Linked DNA regions of Mus musculus: region 1 is linked to region 2. Evidence: chromatin contacts called from public promoter capture Hi-C data. All regions are on one chromosome and are shown on one strand. The core of a region is the stretch at or near the end of the contact, and the rest is flanking DNA. Distances in the headings are between cores, read along the strand shown.

Region 1 (4,849 bases), core at 799-3,298, 770 kb before region 2:
TCATATAACACTATTTTCCCCCATTAAGAAAGAGATTGTAGTATCCCTTTTAGTTACCACTGCTAGTCCTGGAAGGATTCACAGTGCAGGTTACTGTGAGCACAATTGAACTGACAGTTGTCATTGTGCCATGCTCATCAGCCCCTGAGCCTATCTCTAGTCCTTTCCAGTCTCTCACTGGACAACCTTCTCTACGTCTCCAAGGGTTCCAGGCCCTGTGTAAGAACCCCGGCTGTGGGCTGTGAAGCCAAGCTGGAGACACAGCTGCAGTGACTCTCTGATTGAGTGACTCTGTCGTCTGTCGTCACTCCTCAAGCACTGCTTGAGTGTGTACATACACAGATTTACTATGTTTTGTTATTTACCTGCTTTGGGGACATCTGGGGGTTCCATGGCTGTCTGGGAGAGACTGCCCTTATGTGGTAAGCTAAGTCATGGAGAGGAGAATCCTATCGTATCTATGAACACCAACTTTCCCAGGCACACCTACCAACTCCAAAGCCAAGCCACCTTGGTTGCCTTCTTCTCTGGATTCTTCTAAAGTCCAGAAGCAAGGCTACTTTCCTCCAGCCCCACTTACCTCAGATAGTTGTGGATACTCCTAAGTCTCAGAGTCCTTCCAAACTAGGCAACACTGAACTCACCTATCTCCATGAACCTGACATGCCTATGTATTACAATTAACATTACGAAAGAGCCATCTCTTTACACTAGAAGTAGTATATATACGTGTTTATATTATGGCTCAAAGGAGAATTTCACTTCTTTTTTTGCTAAAGAAAATGCAGTTGAGATTTGGATATACATTCGTCATTTTTATTAATTAACTAGGTAAGATGTTGTAGAGACACCAAAGGATTGGGTTTCAGGAGGTTTTGACTACCATAGGGAAGTTGCTATAACAGTTACAAATTCACACACCCTAGGATGCAGGTTCCCATTTGGGACTATAACTTGGCACTATTCAACATTTTGGTCCCCTACTGGGTTCTTGCGATGGTATTTCCCATTGACAAGAGGGGCAATGTTGGGGTAGAGCTGTTAAAGAGACTGAGTCGGAGCTGTTGGATTGATATGGGAGAATTTTCCTAAATCCTTCTGGGCTACAAAAGCAAACTGCAGAGAACCTTTGTATGTGATATGATTCTTTTGGTAGAAAACAATAGCAGACATAATGGATCTATAGAGACATATTTATGTCTCCATACATAATTAGATTTCTGTGGGCATATGGGAGCTATGCTGTTGATAGTTCAATATGGCAGTGGTGGGGAGAGGTTGAGGACAGAGACCAGGGAGCATTACAGGAAGGTTGGCCCTGACTGTCCTCCGTGGACATCACACTTAGATATTCCTAGAACATTATCTTTTGTGTTGTCATAGTACAAATGCATCTTAAAGCCCTAAAGTTTAGTAGTCTTGCAGCTGAGCAGAGTTTTGGATATTTTAATGTCATCTTGATAATGTATGTGCTTGTGGCATAAAACATGATGTTTCAATGCCACTAAATACTATACAGTGATCGCCACCTCAAATTCTTATCATTGCCTGTCATGAGATAGCCCATACCTTCCCTTCTTGTCAAGTTAGAAAGACGTGTATTATTGCTAGCTGGGGATCCCCTGTCATGCCACAGCATAGCAGAACTTATTCTTTTCCATAGTTATGCTCTCTCCAAGTCCTTGGATTTCGGTCATATTGCCACACAGACATGGGAGGGACTTGAATTGCTACCTCCCATCTGATCTCTAACTTGGGGACAAACAGTCTGGGAAGACTCAGCCAGGTCTTCTCTGTGTCTGCACTGCCAGAAAAAAAATGGAATATTTCTGTCCCTTGAGTCACAGACCACCCCAGACTTGCCAGCTCTGTTCCCTGTGGTCACTTGGGCCAGACAACAGCAAGCTCTTTTCTCACAGCCCAGAGCCTCCTGTCCTGCAAACTTAGCCCCTTCTGTTGGGTGTTACTAAGCTAAGAGTCTAAATATGGCACAGGGCAGTTTGGTGGAAATCATTTCCAGTAAAAGAGGATGTTTCTGCAGCAGTTCTCAAGCTGGCGCTGACTCAAGCGTCCTCGGGGGAGCCCACTTAACTGGTCGTTAGGGAGACAGCGATGAGGCATAGAGGAATTCTGTAACAAGATGCGTATCCTGTGTGGAGGGCTCCCGGGACTCTGACCTTGGCTCTCTGGCTGGCTGGGGCAGTTTGACTGATGTTGCCCTACAAAAGATTCTTCTGTGTTAAATCTACTGCTTCTGTATGAGCTAGAACAAGCTTTGTGGGGGAATGGCTATGGCGGTGAGATGCCACCCACAGACCTTAGATGTTAAACGAAACAGAAGCCAAGCTCGACATTTTCAAAGGTGTTAAAGTGACTTGTGGCTTGAAAGGAAAGATGAACACTTAGCCTCAGATATTTTGTATATGTGTAAAATAGTTATATTGTCCTAAAGGCAACTCTTATTGACTTCACTTCAAATAATGAACTATTTACCCAATTTGGATATAATTCAAAGAAAAAAAATGGCTTAATTTTAAATAGAGTATTTATTACCATGTCTATGATGGTTGTAAAGGCTATGAAAATATGCAGATATTTCATGTGCTCAAACCAAACACGTGAATATGTAGTATTGACCTCTGTATATAAATTTTATGGAGTATTGAGTTATCTGGACACCTCAGAGTGTTGGCAACAGCTTTGGGTATTGTCATTGTTTGAATTTGAATTGGCTCCCTGTAGTATGATGCCTTGAATGCATTTTATCCAGTTGGTGGCATCCATCTGGACGGCTGTGACACCTTTAGAAGGTGATATTTGGCTGACAGCAGTGGCGTAGGACTTTGGAGACCCTGGTCACTGCCATTCTGTCTATGACCCGATCCTCTCTAAAGCAAGTAAACTCTTTTAGACATTCTTTACCAGCAAGATGGACGAAAGCATTCTGAAGAAGATGGTTAGAGTCATCTTCCTCTCCTATAAGTTGCGTCTGTTAAGTTTTGTGGTGATCATGACTCTAAAGTAAACAACACAGGAAACTGGTGTGAGAAGTGAGGTTTGTGCAGGAAGTGATTTCTGACCATTTGGGCCCTAGGCCTTTGGAAACGGTTTGAGGGATGAATGTGGGTGAGTGTGGAGATGTGGCTTAGAGAAGCCCCACAATGCCACAATTAGAGCTCAGGATGCTGAGCAAGCATGTCTGCTGGAGTCTGTGCTCAGGATGCTTCAGATGGGAACAAGAACGCTACGGAGAGCTGTACTAGAGGCCATTTGCATGTGTTCTGACACCAGACCTGTGTGCATTCCACGCTTGTCTTGGTAATTTAAGTGAGGCCAAAGTCAAAAGCAATAAACTAGTGTAACAGAGGAGAATTCAAGACATTGTAGTATTTGTGTTGTGGTGGGATTACTTGTGGCTGCTTTTTGTCAAATTTACAGTGAGAACAGGTAGCAAAACCCAGAGCAGAGGGATTCAAGATCCATGCTAGCCAACCAGGAATGGAACACTTTTAAAGTTGTGGGGAAAACACCTGCTGATAAATCGCCCATAGACGCTAAAGAGGTCAACATCATTAATAAGTCCTTCACTTCGCTCAGTGATATTTCTAGGCTAGATGATATTTTTACCCTCAAGAGCTCAAGATTATAAAACTGAAAATTCATTTGAAAAACTTTTCTTTAAAAAGAGAACGTATCCTAAGATGCCCTTCTGGGAAGTGTGTATGTGTGTGTGTGTGTGTGTGTTTGTTTGTGTGTGTGTGTGTGTGTGTGTGTGTTTGTGTGTGTGTTTGTGTGTGTGTATGTGTGTGTGTGTGTGTGTGTGTATGTGTGTGTGTGTGTGTGTATATGTGTGTGTGTGTGTGTGTGTGTGTGTGTGTGTGTGTGTGTGTATGAAAGCATGCAGAGGCTGCTGCAGTCTTGGTCCAAGGCAGCTTTGATCCTGTTCCTCCTGGTAATAGAACTTGGTATCATCCATGTGCTATTGTGCCAAAATTTCAGAATTACGGGATCCCAGCAGTTTGTCTGTATTAAGGAGGCCTGCAAAGCTAGACAATCTAGACAATGTATATGAGGGTTGACTTCCCTGAAAGAATTCTTTAAGAGGCAGGCAGCTGCACAAAACTCTGAAGATAAAGTCTAGGCCACGGTGGAGACTCCAGGGTAGTAGAGATGCTGAGAAAGTTAGACATCTGCCTTACAGATTTGTAGTCAGTGAGTGGGGATGGCTCAGAAGAGGGAGATGCACATGTCAGGGGGAGGGTCAGAGGGACAAACTCCCCAAGTCCGTTTCCTACTTTATCATCAGTACTCCAGATCTGACAGGATTTAATCTGTACCCAGTAAGGTTTCAGTCTTGCGTGGAGCCAGTCTTCCCTGGCTACCCACCTGCGAGGCTTGTAATAAAACACGTTTCTTTTGTAGTTTTACAGGTGCTCCCAGTTGAGTTTGTCCTGAGTCTTAGGGTAGACTTGGGGCTTTCAAACATGCTGTCACGGTTATGACTTTGAAACTGTTGAAGCTGAGTCAAATGTGGTTTTGGCTGATGAGATGGCCTGAGTCTTTGAGGACCAGGAGTGTCATGTCACTGTCTGACCAGATGTCCTTGCACAAACTTGTGCTTTGAACACTTGCTCTCCAGCTGGGAGGGTTTGGAGTCTCTGTGGGAGAAAGAAATCACAAGTTGTGGGTACTTGATGGTTATAGTAGACCCGCCATGTTTCCTACTTCTTTATATGCTACCGTGTGAGCGATCTCTGCCTAATATCAGCACTGCCCTGGACTGGAGCTCTCCATCTGGCCTTCTCTGCCTCCATGGACTGGAACCATCTGAATCTGTGAGCCACAACAT
Region 2 (5,264 bases), core at 1,989-4,488:
ATTTTTTTTTCTCCCTTTTGACTATCTGAGATAACTTTGGTTTCTGTGTTATCTGAGGGTTCTGGTCTCTGGCAGTGGTGGGCAAGCTGAGTAGAGTTCTGAGTTTTCTGATACGGTCTTTTCCTATGTTGTTTATTGAGCTTACACTTCCACATTGCTGTGGATGCTGGTGATGACCAAAGGAAGTCAGGACAGGAACTCACACAGGGCAGGAACTTGGAGGCAGGCGCTGATGCAGAGGCTATGGAGGGATGTTACTTACTAGTTTGCTTCCCCTGGCTTGCTCAGCCTGCTTTCTTATAGGACCCAGGACTACCAGCCCAGGGATGGCACCACCCACAGTGGGCCCTCCCACCCTTGATTACTAATTGAGAAAATGTCTTACAGTTGGATCTCATGCAGTCATTTCCTCAAGGGAGGCTCCTTTCTCTGTGATAACTCCAGCTTGTGTCAAGTTGACACACAAAACCAGCCAGTACACATGTCATCTCTGGGTCCCACTGTGTATATACTCAGTCAGAAATGAACAAAGGCTCTGACGAGAACCTACCTGTTTCTTACACTCTCTCCACGTTACCCAGTCTTTAAGCCCCTTTCTAGGTCATCAGACTAGTGATGGCCTCAGTATGGGGGCTGAGCAGTCTGGTGACTGATGTTCGTATCTGTCTACTATGGTGGGACAGGGCCCGGCTTCAGTGTGAGACTTCCTTCTTCCCTTGAGCCTCTTGGCCTTCTTACTGCTGAAAGTATCTCATCCTTGGACTTCCATAGAGATCCTAGGGCACCCTGGGCTACTATCCAAGATGCTGTTTCCTGCCATCCAGGTACCTGGGAAGCAGATTTGTAACCAGTGGGCAGCTTGGTAAACATGGGTTCAGAGCACAGAAAGTCATTTATCATGGATCATTACTCCAGATACAGAGGTCTGAAGCAGTCATGGCCTCAACATCGCTGTGAGCAAGATGCAGGTACTGCCACTTAGCCACACGGCACAGATACACACAGAAAGATACAGAGACAGAGACACATGCAGATTCAGAGAGAGAGAGAGAGAGAGAGAGAGACATATCATAGACACACAGAGACATACAGACACACAGAAACATAAACATACAGACAGACACACAAGGCATACACACATAGACACACACACAAAATAACTAAATAACTTATTTTTTTTAAAAAAGAAGAAAATGAAGAAAGACACCACCTTTGTGAATCTTCTTATATATTTTGGTAGGATGCCCTTGGCATGATCATGCCTAGGTCCCCGGAACTGCTCCAGGCAAAGAGAAGTTAAAGTTGTAAATCGCACGGCCAGTGTGAATCAGCTGACTTTCAAACAGTCTGGACTCTCCTGGCAGGGCTAATGAGATGATTCTCCCCATCCTTTAAAAATGAAAGAAGTGAGTGGCAGAAGAGGAAGAGACCAGATGGCAAACCCAGGGACTCTGTGGTGTGGGACCCAGGCAGCTTTTAGAAATGAGAGAAGCCAAGCGTGGATGTGGCACGAGCAGGGGAGGCGGCTCAGGCGGGCCACTCTATAACCAAGACCCAGGGGGGACCATGGGTTAAACGGCGAGGGAAACACTAACTTCTCAATACCTCGGACTCTGACCTGATTCAGAGTCAGAAGGGTCTTAGTGATGTAATCAACTTAAAGTGGTCCTACTGGATGGGACGAGAGCCTAGATCTACTTCATTATAAAGAGAAGGAGGCTTGGGACCCAAGACACATGGAAGAGAGGGTCAGAGATGGAGATCAGAATGATGGTCTGCAAACCAAGAAAAGCTAGGAAGAGGCAAGAAGCAATTTGGCTCAGACCTCAAAGGGCCTTGCTGATCTGACTTAATCCTGTGGTCCCCAGAGCTGGAGGGGGAAAAAATGTCCATTGGTTGCTGCCTTCCCTGCCCCTGGCTGATGGTACTGAGTCTCCTGCAGCCTTAGAAAACTCATACTGAGACTTAGCTGCCTGGTCACACCTCAGAGCACAGGCTTAAGCCCTCCCAGAATCCCTTTAAGATAGACACCTTCCTCTGCTGATGCAAAGTGACATCGACCCACGACTGCCTAACCGGCTGCCATATTTCACTAGAGTCAGATGAGTTGCTGTTTCCGGCTGACCTGAAGCCAAGATGAAGGTAGCTTTTTATTTCATGTTTTATTTTTTGCCACCTCTGTTTCTTGTCCAGTGTGTCTCTCATCTATGTGGCAGTGACACCTGTATTAGGTACTATTCTTATCGCTGGGACAGAGTAACAGGCAGAAGTAGTTAAGGGAAAGAGTATTTATCCTGGCTGTAGTTTAAGAGAAGGTATAGCACGTGAGGAATGACATGGGTTCCAGCCGGGACCATTCAGCATTGTTACATGACAGAAATCACAGGCTAGAAGCCCACTGTGAGATCTTCAGTTCAGTTCTGCAGGCTCACTTCCTCTAGCTAGACCCCCAGATGTCCCCCAGACTTTTAAAACAGTGCCATGAGCCAGGCATGTATGAACCCTGTAGCGGGCACGTCACACTCAAACCACAATGTCTTTTAAATACAGTCTCCTAGCCTGAAGCTCTGGGTCCCAACCCCCTAATCCCAGAGTTGCCCTCCAATATCCCCTCCCTACATAACAGTCAGAATCCAAAGAACACATCTCTCCCGCCCAGAAAGATTCTAGAATGATGGCATATTCCCAGATACCACCGGGAGCATTCTAGCCTGGGAACCACCTAGATGGCTGAGCAAGGGAGACACTTGTCACACCTCATGTCCCCGGCTCAAGCTCCAGAACTCACACGGAGAAGGAGAAAAAGACGTCTTTTGATCTCCACCTGTGCACCACAGCATGGGGCGGGGGCGGGGGGGGGGGGGAAAGGGGAGAAGGAGGGAGAGGCGGACCACGCACACACGCACACACACAAAACCATGCTTGATTAATTAATTGAAATAAATTTTTAAAATCCACCTGAACACCTAACAGGAGTGTCTGGCTTAGAACAGAGCCTGCCAGATACTCACCTCATGAGCGCATCCATAGCATCACCTCTTGGGGACTCCAGCAGGGCGAGTGGACAGAACCTCGTGGCGGAGCAAGTAGCGCTCTGGACCCCACCATTCTCCAAGCCAATCGACATCCTCTTCATCCAAACTTCCCTTCTCCTTTCAACTCCTTCTCCTTTCCTCCTTCCTTCTCCCAGCTTCTCTGAAGGCATGTGTGCGCACGCCCGATGTTAAAGAAATGAACGGGACGGCGAGCGATAAACCTCGGGTTTTGGAAGTCTGCCGTTCATCACTAGGGGGAGTGTTTGCACAGCTGGTTCATCTCGACCTTGCAATTTGCTGGTACAGGACTCCAGAGAGGAATGAATTCTAGTCTACGTATATTTAAAAGGAGAGAAAAGGCCACAATTCGTGGCTATAAGAATAAAATCATTCTCTTGAAAGATATCCTGATTGATCCCGAAGAGGCACAATTGCAATTTAGAATGGTTAGAACGCCATTCTAATTTCACGTCCTCTGTTCCTTTTTGTTCTGACCCGGGGAGCAAACAAGAGCTGCTGCCACTGTTGCCAGAATCCATCTACACACCTGGGTTTAGACCCAAGCTTATTGGGGAAATGAGGAAATGCAGTAAGTTGAGGGTTGCCCTCTGGCGGGTTGCTCTCCTGTACTGTTTGTGTAGGCATACTATTATCTTTGGAGTTGTGGGTTGCATTTTAGAGCAGTTTGAGGTTGGTTACATTTTAGAGTAGTTTGAGGTTACAGAAAAGCTGAATGGAAGATGCCCTGAGTGTTACTCCAGTTTCCCATCGCTAACATTTTGCAGCAGTGTGGTTCATTTATTAAAACTAATAAGCCAATGTCGATACACAATGATTAACTAAGTCTGCAAATCACGATAAGATTCATTCTTGGTGTTGTGTGTCCTACACACAATGTACATGTATACATATGTCTGCCTACATACAACACATAGAATAGAGTAAAACAAAACAGCAGTAAAAATGCCTGTGCTCTTCCCACAAAGTACACATACTCAGTACACATAACATGGCTGCTCCTGTTAGCAGTGACATGCTAAGGAACACCCTTTCCATTCCAACATTTTTGGGATCCAAAGACTGACAGCTGGCTGGCTCTCTGTGACAGCCAACAGTGACCTCACTCAGCATCTCGTTCCTGGGGCACAGAACTGTCTCTCACTTATATGGGGGTGTCTTATTTAGCAGCAAAGGAGATGCAGGTTAGGGTTAGGGACCTGGTTCTTTTTGGAAGCCCATCAAGGCTCAGCAGCCACACAAAGAGAAGCAGCTTAAAGCTATATAACATATCAAAAGCAAAACAACTAATTCTGGTTAGGAAAATAGCTCAGTGGTTAGGGCTTTCTGTGCAAGCAACGAGGGACTGCGTTTGAGTCTCTAAACCCACATTAAAATAAAGAAAAGCTGAACGAGACAGTACACGTTCGTTTATAATCCCAGTGCTGGAGAACTGGAGACAGACAGGCAAACCCCAGCCCTTCACTGGCCAGACAGCCTAGCCTGGTAAATGTTAGGCAATGAGAGACCGTCTCAAAAACCAAGATGGCAGCTCCTGAACTGCCCCTCCCCATACACACACATTTGTATGCATGTACATCTGCAAACACACACAGTGCAATTAAAACTTCACAGACATCTGAGACAATAAAGCCATGATTTAAGGAGGAGAAATCCACAAAAAGGTAGAGAAAAAAACTGGGATGCTTTTAGAAATTACAGACCCGTTTCATTCATGCATAGGGAGAGAAAACAGACCAGTGGTGGATTGTGGGTAGGGTTGGGGGGGGGGGAAGAGATGGGGTTGGCAAATGAGACCTGGACCTCTGAGGCATCTGAGGTGAGCTACGTGGACAAGGGTCCAGTCCTGCGGTAGTCAACCCGAAGGAGGAAGACAGGAGAGCTGTTAGCTTCTCATTATGGTCCAGCGATTATTCACCAGGCAAAGTGGCCAGGACCCTCTCAGGTGATGGGTCAGTTGAAAACATTCACAGGGAACCTGTGTTTCTTCCCCCAGAGACGGAAAAGATGGAAGATGCAGACTAAGAGCATGGAGAGCATGGTGAGAGGGCTTGGCAGGAGGCAAGATGACAGCGAATTGATGGCGAGATGGCAGTGCCATCCAAGACAAGGATGCAGCAAGCCCGCTAATGTGGCGCTTGAAGCTCACATGGTGGAGGCTGAAATGGCTCTACACATCTTCGCTGCTTCCAGAGTTTTGCTGTCACTGCA

The links. Promoter capture Hi-C pulls out the DNA fragments that hold promoters and counts their contacts.
Region 1: a contact with region 2 is called in a promoter capture Hi-C map of pre-B cells, with 4 times the contacts expected there. The contact joins the enhancer-like site here to the promoter of 2410124H12Rik in region 2. A contact is called at or near these places in 8 of 39 promoter capture datasets (the C10 cell line, cranial neural crest, hippocampal neurons and 4 more), 1 of 484 Hi-C or Micro-C datasets (bone marrow-derived macrophages) and 2 of 9 other capture datasets (adipose tissue and liver).

Annotation. Positions count from the first base shown.
Region 1 is chr16:93,244,205-93,249,053 of GRCm38.p6, reverse strand. No RefSeq gene overlaps it. Among named protein-coding and RNA genes, the nearest start is that of Gm30588, 16 kb to the left of the region's middle. Within about 2 kb of position 2,048, at least 66 of the 459 cell types and tissues checked have an H3K27ac peak or open chromatin away from gene starts, as enhancers often do. A contact at or near this core is called in pre-B cells, where this site is marked.
Region 2 is chr16:92,476,716-92,481,979 of GRCm38.p6, reverse strand. 2410124H12Rik (RIKEN cDNA 2410124H12 gene) reads right to left here and starts at 3,238. Exons shown (of 3, transcript NR_165041.1): 1 at 3,012-3,238.